Regions from separate parts of the Pan troglodytes genome. Here all the other regions are linked to region 1. The links are chromatin contacts, called in public Hi-C and HiChIP or PLAC-seq maps. All regions are on one chromosome and are shown on one strand. Each heading gives the region's core, a stretch centred on a gene start, on an enhancer-like site or on the middle of the called end of the contact. The rest is flanking DNA. Distances are from core to core; before and after follow the strand shown. Region 1 holds the start of HLX (H2.0 like homeobox). Region 2 holds the start of DUSP10 (dual specificity phosphatase 10). Region 3 has its middle 300 kb from the start of DUSP10.

What was found. Hi-C and Micro-C count contacts between places; a contact is called where the count stands out from the background. HiChIP or PLAC-seq counts read pairs in DNA pulled down with a chosen protein or histone mark.
Region 2: an H3K4me3 HiChIP or PLAC-seq map of stem cell-derived excitatory neurons shows a contact between it and region 1, with 10 times the contacts expected there. The contact joins the promoter of DUSP10 here to the promoter of HLX in region 1. A contact is called at or near these places in 1 of 7 Hi-C or Micro-C datasets (stem cell-derived neural progenitor cells) and 1 of 1 datasets of contacts at active chromatin or transcription factors (stem cell-derived excitatory neurons).
Region 3: a contact with region 1 is called in a Hi-C map of stem cell-derived neural progenitor cells, with 7 times the contacts expected there. The contact joins the enhancer-like site here to the promoter of HLX in region 1. A contact is called at or near these places in 4 of 7 Hi-C or Micro-C datasets (blood, induced pluripotent stem cells and stem cell-derived neural progenitor cells), 1 of 1 datasets of contacts at active chromatin or transcription factors (stem cell-derived excitatory neurons) and 1 of 1 other capture datasets (stem cell-derived neural stem cells).

The regions. Positions count from the first base shown.
Region 1 is chr1:28,239,586-28,242,238 of NHGRI_mPanTro3-v2.0_pri, reverse strand. HLX (H2.0 like homeobox) reads left to right here and starts at 1,364. Exons shown (of 4, transcript XM_525068.7): 1 at 1,364-1,970. The coding sequence starts at 1,364. LOC129136060 (a long non-coding RNA gene) reads right to left here and starts at 1,440. Exons shown (of 4, transcript XR_008537346.1): 1 at 1,355-1,440.
Region 2 is chr1:27,381,534-27,384,186 of NHGRI_mPanTro3-v2.0_pri, reverse strand. DUSP10 (dual specificity phosphatase 10) reads right to left here and starts at 1,291. Exons shown (of 4, transcript XM_001173001.7): 1 at 95-1,291.
Region 3 is chr1:27,683,549-27,686,201 of NHGRI_mPanTro3-v2.0_pri, reverse strand. No RefSeq gene overlaps it. Among named protein-coding and RNA genes, the nearest start is that of DUSP10, 300 kb to the right of the region's middle. Within about 2 kb of position 1,316, at least 5 of the 24 cell types and tissues checked have an H3K27ac peak or open chromatin away from gene starts, as enhancers often do. A contact at or near this core is called in stem cell-derived neural progenitor cells, where this site is marked.

The sequences.
Region 1 (2,653 bases), core at 115-2,614:
TTGAAAGCAGTATTGAACCCCACGGAAATCTGCTCTTGTGGGCACTTGCAAAACAACGAACCCCACGTGATCCGGAGATGTGGTGGAGGAGCGAGGCTAACATTTCCTACAACCTCCTGCAAAGGATGGAAGCGCGTGCCGCTCTCCCGGCTTTCGGGAGGCAGCCTGTTTTGTAGCCTCTGAGGCTCCGGGGAAAGGTTTGGCTGCGTCTAAGAGACGTTTGGAGCCATCCGTCTTATTTTGTTTGAAAAGTCACTCGTTCAAGTTGTCACTGTGTGACAGCTCAGAATAAAACCAATTTGCGGCCGCCCCTCCTTCTCGCTTCCCGGAGGATCTCCTGGGAGGCACGAGGCGGACGCGGTGCTGAGTTGGGCCGGGACTCAGGGCGGCAACATTTGGGCAAGGGCCCAGGAAAGATGAGGGGCTTTGCCGAGGACACGGACTCCTGGAATAAAAGCAGAATGAGGTCAAGAGAAGGGAAGCAAAGGGGCCAAAGCGCGCTCCGCTCTCCACCGGGAGGCGGGCTTTGCAGAGCCCTAAAGAGTGAGATTACCGTCCCTTCCCCACGCCCCCAACTCGCCCCGGGTGACAAGCGCTTCAGGAAAGCTCCTGTGATCAACCCTCCTTGCCCCGTGGCGGTTCGGAGCTGCAGAAGTTAGAAGAGAGTCAGAGCCCTCCGGAGCGGCTGCCTGGCCCCTACGCAGAGTAGCAAGAAGCACTGCGATGTGCGCTACTAAGCCCACGCGGCCGCAGCAAAAACTTTGGCGTGGCCGGGGCGTGGCTAGGGTCCGGCCAGGCCCCCTCGTTCCTAATTCCCCTCCACTCCCCGCTCCCATTGGTCACGAGGATGACCAATGAGCGCTCGGATCGAGGTCCTACCCCGGGCCTGACTCGAAAGCTCCTGCCAAAACTTTGGGAGTTTTTAGAGACGAGTTTTTTTTTTTTTCTATTACTTTTTCCCCCCCCTAACTAACGGATTATTATTGTTGTTGTTTTAAATTTAGCTCTTAGGGCTTAGCTATTTGGGTTTTCTTGCGGTGTCCGGCTCCCGTCTCCCTGGCTCCCCCGCCCGCCCTGCGGTCCCAGCGCCCCTCGCTCTCCTCCAGCCCGCGAGGAGTGCGGGCGCCGCGCCGCCTTTAAAGCGAGGCCAGGGAGCGAGGCGGTGACCGGCCGAGATCCGGCCCTCGCCTCCTCCCTCGGTGGCGCTAGGGCCCCCGGCCTCTCTTCCTCAGTGCGGGCGGAGAAGCGAAAGCGGATCGTCCTCGGCTGCCGCCGCCTTCTCCGGGACCCGCGCGCCCCTCCCCGCGCGCCCACCCACCCAGTCCGGCTGGACTGCGGCAGCCGCGCGGCTCACCCCGGCAGGATGTTCGCAGCCGGGCTGGCTCCCTTCTACGCCTCCAACTTCAGCCTCTGGTCGGCCGCTTACTGCTCCTCGGCCGGCCCAGGCGGCTGCTCCTTCCCCTTGGACCCCGCCGCCGTCAAAAAGCCCTCCTTCTGCATCGCAGACATTCTGCACGCCGGCGTGGGGGATCTGGGGGCGGCCCCGGAGGGCCTGGCAGGGGCCTCGGCCGCCGCCCTCACCGCGCACTTGGGCTCGGTTCACCCGCACGCCTCTTTCCAAGCGGCGGCCAGATCCCCGCTTCGACCCACCCCAGTGGTGGCGCCCTCCGAAGTCCCGGCTGGCTTCCCGCAGCGGCTGTCTCCGCTCTCAGCCGCCTACCACCACCATCACCCGCAACAACAACAGCAGCAGCAACAGCCGCAGCAGCAACAGCCGCCGCAGCAACAGCCTCCGCCTCCGCCCCGGGCTGGCGCCCTGCAGCCCCCGGCCTCGGGGACGCGAGTGGTTCCGAACCCCCACTACAGTGGCTCTGCCCCGGCCCCCTCCAGCAAAGACCTCAAATTTGGAATTGACCGCATTTTATCTGCAGAATTTGACCCAAAAGTCAAAGAAGGCAACACGCTGAGAGGTAGGTCTTGGGCGGGAGGCTGCAGGCCTCTGACCACTGACCCACTCCCCGGACTCCGGGCTGGCTTGGGGTGCCTTTGAGTGTTTTTACAATTAAGGACAAATCGGTAAAACGGGAGAGAAGAAAACGAATTGTAAGAAAACTACAAAACATTAGGTCTAAAACTCACCTGTTCTATGTAAAACAAACAAAAAATGACTCCAGGGATTCTTTAAAAACACGTCTTAGAATCAATATTTATAAAAGTGGTTGGTGTAATTATCTGCTAACATGACTTTGATCTCTTTAATAATGTATCTAGAGACAGAATTATATTTTCTGACAGCTAAAGCATTTTTGGGAAACACTTTCGCACTTATCTGATTTCTAGTAAAAATTTCACCCAGGAAATGTAAATAATAAACAAAACCGCCTAGATGAGCGGGCAGAGTGGGGCCACCTTGGGGCGGAGGTTTTGCGTCTGTGGCGTTCTTGGAAGACACGTGAAAGTGAGGCCGTAAGCCGATTTATGTAAAGCCTTTGCTTACTATATACATGCATGTGGACGTGAGGGACACACAGGAACTTTTCGTGCGTCGCTCCTTGGCAACTGTTGGGAGAGAGAGGTTTCAGCGCCGAGACGGGTTCTCTCTTGACTTCGCTCAATAAAAGTGAATCCAGGGCAAGGGGAAGGGGAGGAACAA
Region 2 (2,653 bases), core at 42-2,541, 860 kb after region 1:
AAACACACACACTCACACTCACACAAGCACCGCCTTACAATCCTCCACCTCCAGTCCCGGGCTCTCAGGAGTAGTCGCGGTGACTTCCACTTACTTCATAAATAAGTGTATTCCTCCACCATCTGGCGCTCCTCTTCAGCTATGGACTCGCACATTCAGCCCCCATTCACTCGGCTTCATTGATCTCCAGCAGCAACATAGTTACTTTCTCTTTTGCTACACTGTAAATGTAAGGTTCTGAGGGGGCGGACTCGCCGCCGACCGACGGCGGGTTGGACCAATAAGAATCCGGAGAAAGCCGACCGCTACCTCACAGAGCCCCGCGACCAATGGGCAGCCTAGGGGGCGGGTAAGAAGGCGTGGCCTCATCTCTTTAAGGAGGGTTTATCCGAAGCTGCTCTGGGTCCTCGGTGTTAAAACACGGGCGGTGATGTCATTGGCAACCAATCAAAAACTTAAAAGAGCCAGCCGGGGCCGCGCGGAGCAGCTGCTCTCTATTTACATGTAAACCGAACCGGCAGGATGCAGTTAACCCTTTACCAGGCTGAAGCGTCAGCGGGCTGGACGCGCTGCTCCGCTAAAACTGGCTCTTCCCACTGGACGGGATCCTCCAACACTCCCTCACCCGGGGACAAACCACGCTATTTTTCCTCCTTACTATGGACAGATGATCAAAAGTATCGGAGTAACTTTCTAAAGGAAAGAGACTGCGATCACCGTCCCTAGTGGGAAAGCCGGGTTCTCTCCGAGTTGCTCGAGGTGACTTGACAAACGCTAAGCCAAAATTCGCGGACCTCGCCGGGTTTTCTGCGCTAGGACCAGCATGAGCGTGCAGCCAGGGGCGACGTTTCCGCTCCGAGCCGCGGCCCGGGGCCACGCGCTAAGGGCCCGAACTTGGCAGCTGACCGTCCCGGACAGGGAGGCCCTTCAGCCTCGACGCGGCCTGCGTCCTCCGGAGGGCCCTGCTCCGCCCGGGAAGCGTCCGCCTCCCGCCCGCCCGCAGATGTCGCTGCCCCTCTGGCTGTCCCGGCCTGACCGCCGCGCGCCGCCCTGCTGCTCACCTACTTCCGCGCCCCGGTCACGCCCCTGCCGTCCCCAGGCTAACCCTCCCGGGGCTCGACCCAGAGCACTAAGGCGGCGCCACTGAGGGCTGCTCGGAGGAGGAGGCTTGAGTCGACGCCAGAGGCGGCAAGGGACGCGCCCTGAGCAGCGGTGCAGAGGCCAATCCCCTGACCGGGCGTCCTGGGGCCCGCTACGCGCCCGCTGCCCCTCCGGGGCTGGGTCCCCGCCCGCCGCCGCCCCCCTTTCCTGCCTGGCGCGCTGGGTCCCCGCGCCGTGCCAGCAGCGCGCAACCCACCCGCCCCACATGCCTCGGCCGCCACCCCTCGGTCCTGCACGGCCCCTGCCGAGGCCAGGACCGGCAGCCCGACGCTTCTGGAACAGCCGCAGCTGGCGGAAAAGAGCCAGAGCCGAGTGCAAATTGCTAGATTGAATGGGGCCGGAGGAGCGTGGAGGAGGTGACGCCGCCTCTTCCCGCTCCCCTGACTTTGGCCGGCCCCAGGTAGCTGGCCGCCGCTCCCGTCCCGGAAGAAGAGTAGGGGGCGGGGCAAGCCGCCCCATGCCTAGTCCGGAAAATATTCTCATTAGGGAAACTGCAGGAAAGTTGCCCTGGGATACAAAAAGAAGTGGAGATGAACAACCCCAGATGAACTGTGGAGAGTCTACGTCCAAGAATCCTAAAGAAGTAGAGCTTTTTCTTTTCTTATCTGTGAGAGAAGGGATAAAAAGTGAAATAATGGAATAATACATTATGAGCACTAGGGAATGTTGGGCTATCGTTTTTCTCCCTTACCTGATTGGATGGGGTTTGGAGGTCTACTTCAGACTCCAAGCCTAGTAGTATACTGAGTAGCAGGGGCATATTCACATAGTTGTTTTCAGGGCAGATCTGAAATCAGGAGGTGTCAGACCATAGCTAGCAAGTCAGCTATGCTCAATGAGCTGTGAAGAGAAATCCCCTTGGGCACCTGCACTTACATGCAGGCACATAACCCCCAGTCCAGCTTTTCACACCAGTGTTACGACGGGCATCACGTACACATCCGATAGTCTTACATAGGAGAGGATTTTGTGTAACGTCTGTTGACGAAAATAGTCAATCTCTGTAAAATATTTGAAGAGATTTATTCTGAGCCAAATATGAGTGACCACGGCCTGTGACACAGCCCTCAGGAGGTCCTGAGCACGTGCCCAAGGTGGTTGGGGTCCAGCTTGGTTTTATACATTTTAGGGAGACATGAGACATCAATCAAATACATTTAAGAAATACATTGGTTTGGTCCATAAAGGCTGGACAACTCTAAGGAGTGGGTGGGCTTTCAGGCTATAGGTAAATTTAAACATTTTCTGGTTGACAATTGGTTGAGTTTGTCTAAAGACCTGAGATCAAAGAAAGGAATGTATGGGTTAAGATAAGAGCTTGTGGGGACCAAAGTTTTATTATGCAGATGAAGTCTCCAGGCAGCAGGTTCAGAGAGAATAGGTTGTAAAATGTTTCTTATCAGACTTGAACTCCATGTTGATATATAATAGGGCTCATCCCACCCTCACTTCCCCTCATGGCCTGAACCAGTCTTTCAGGATAAATTTTACA
Region 3 (2,653 bases), core at 67-2,566, 560 kb after region 1:
ATAAACAAAACTTCAGAGTAGCTTTATTTTTATTTTTATTTTTTTACACAGTAGCTTCAAACTGAAAATAACTTGAATGTCCCTCAATGAGTGAAAGGGTAAATAAACTGTGATACCACATATGATGGAACACTATTCAGTCATAAAAAAGAACAACTTAGATAACTCTGTGCTGAGTAAGAGATGCCAGTTTCAAAAGACAAAAGCACAATGGTGGAGAAGAGATTAGTGATTGCCAGGGATTATGGTGGAGGGAGGGGGTGAATATAAAGGGACAGCATGGGGAAGCTTTGGGGGGTTATGGCACTGTTTCGTATCCTCTTTGTGGTGGTTACACAAATCTATACATATGTGGAAATCCATAGAGCTGTACATCAAAGAAAAAAGTCAACTTTACTATAGGATAATTTGGAAAATATTTTTTTAAAGGCCAATGCATTCCTATTTGACTTTTCTATTCACAGTTTGTTGTCAATCTCTTCTTTACTGAACTGATGACATCCTGTTTTCACTAACACTGCTTGCCTGGCGGGGAGATATGAGGCATGTGTGAGGCATTGCAGATACAAAGATGAGTCAGGCAGAGGCTCATGCACAGGGCTCACCACCTGGGCAAGGAAATGAGACAGGGAAGTGAAGAGACGTCAACAATTTATGCTACAGAAATTCAAGGGGTGAGAAATCCCTGATCACTATGGGAAGTGTAAGCACAAAGCGTGTTTTCTTAACTCAACCAAGAAGGAATAATTGGTTCTGTTTACTGTTTCCTTACCAAATATATTTTTTGGTAATTTTGAAGACTCCCTTGCTTTGACCAAAAAATATTAAATTTAAAAATCTCATTAGTTGATAGGAACATTGCCTGCTGGGTTGTAAATTTATTGAAACATGGCCTGTCCTACCAGCACTCTGACACATAGAAGTCCCGTCACTCATTATATAAATCCATTTATTAAATAAATGGATGAAAGATAACATCATGAGCACAATATTTGAATCATTGCTAGTCATTATGGTATTATTTTGTATTTAGTTGTCATATTCATCAGTATAGCTTCTGTCATAGTCATTTGGAGATGAAACATATTTTAATTAATATGTGCCCACTTCATTCTGAGGCTCTGTAGGTGGCACTCCCCAGGGGAAAGTCCCTAAAAGTGAGTCACCGTGATTATTCATGTCCTGTGGCATCAGTCTTTGAAACGAATATCTACAGGAAATAAATACCAGGAATGTGAATGCAGATGCTTTGAGAAGACCACTAATCCTGCTATGATAAGTAACTGGGCAGTTATTCAAGTGGGGTGTTTTTAGTGCCATGGAAACAGACAGAGTCGGTGTTTTCCAAGGGAAAGTGTTTTAAATCCAGAGTCCTGCCTAATCTGGATATAAATATGCTGACTGTTATGAATCTAGCTTCCTAAACCAAGCCCTACCTTAATTTCCTCATATGTGAGATAAAGGTCACCCACCACAGTCTGGTGTGAATTCATGGCAATTAAGGTTCTTACTTAGAAGAAGTCATTATTTTTATTCCCATCTGGGCAGAAGTCAAGTTCAAAGTCAGAGTTGTATCAGGGTTCAGCTTCTGTGATCAGTCAGACCATTTATGTTTAGAAGTGAGTTTTCTAAAGTAAGTGCTAAGTATTTTAGGCAAAGAAACCCAGCTGTGAAAATACTGCTAACATTTGTACAGTTGTTTTATATGTGGATTTATTTTTACTTGCACTTACTTTAGTGCGATTCTTTGCAGAGAAGTTCCTCTTCCCCTCCTCTCCTTCCCCGTCGCTGCCTCTGGCTGCCTCTCGTGGGTCATTTGAGAAATGACAGTCTCTCTCTAATCCTTATGGGTCACAAGTGTTCTGCATCATGGCACACCCTTGACTAATTAGCATTAATAAGTGATGCTGGGAGAAAGAACCCTGGAGAAAAAGCAGAAGGCTTGTTTTTGCCAAATTGGAATTGACCCAGCTAGCAAAATTTTCCAGCGTACTTTCTTACTCTCTTGCCTCTTGTGTGTTCTTGCTGCCTAAACGTACGTTTCTGACATGAGGTCTTGGACAGCCCATGAAATACACTGCCCTGCATACCTTTTGTTCCAGGGGGCATGGGTACTTTATTTATTTAATAAACTTTTCCTAAACTGTTTACTGTGTGCAGGCCATAAGGGATAATAAGACATCATTTCTGCCTCCTACCTTTTTACGTTGTTTTAGCACAGGTATGGCAAAGATATATCTAACTATATGTTAGTTATTGAGCACCTACTGTGTGAAAGGCATTGGGCTAGGTACAAATAGAAGAGCCTTGCAGAATAAACAGGACTTCAATAGGCAGGGAACCAAAATAGGACAGGCCAGGTAGGCTGCGCAGTAAAAGGAAAAGCTCAAAGGCAGGAAAGTAAAAGTCCAATTAGAGGGCTCTGGGTAGGGAATCCAAAGCAAAAGGGCTTAGTGGGAACTTCTGGGTCTATAACCAAAAGCAGGGTTTCAAAGAGATATTTACTTCATCCATGTTCATAGCAGCCATATTCATAATAGCCAAAACAAGGAAGCAACCCAAACGTCCATCAGTGGACGAAAGGATAAACAAAACGTGATCTATACATGAGTGGAATAGCCTTAAAAAGGAAGAAAATCCTGCCATACACTAC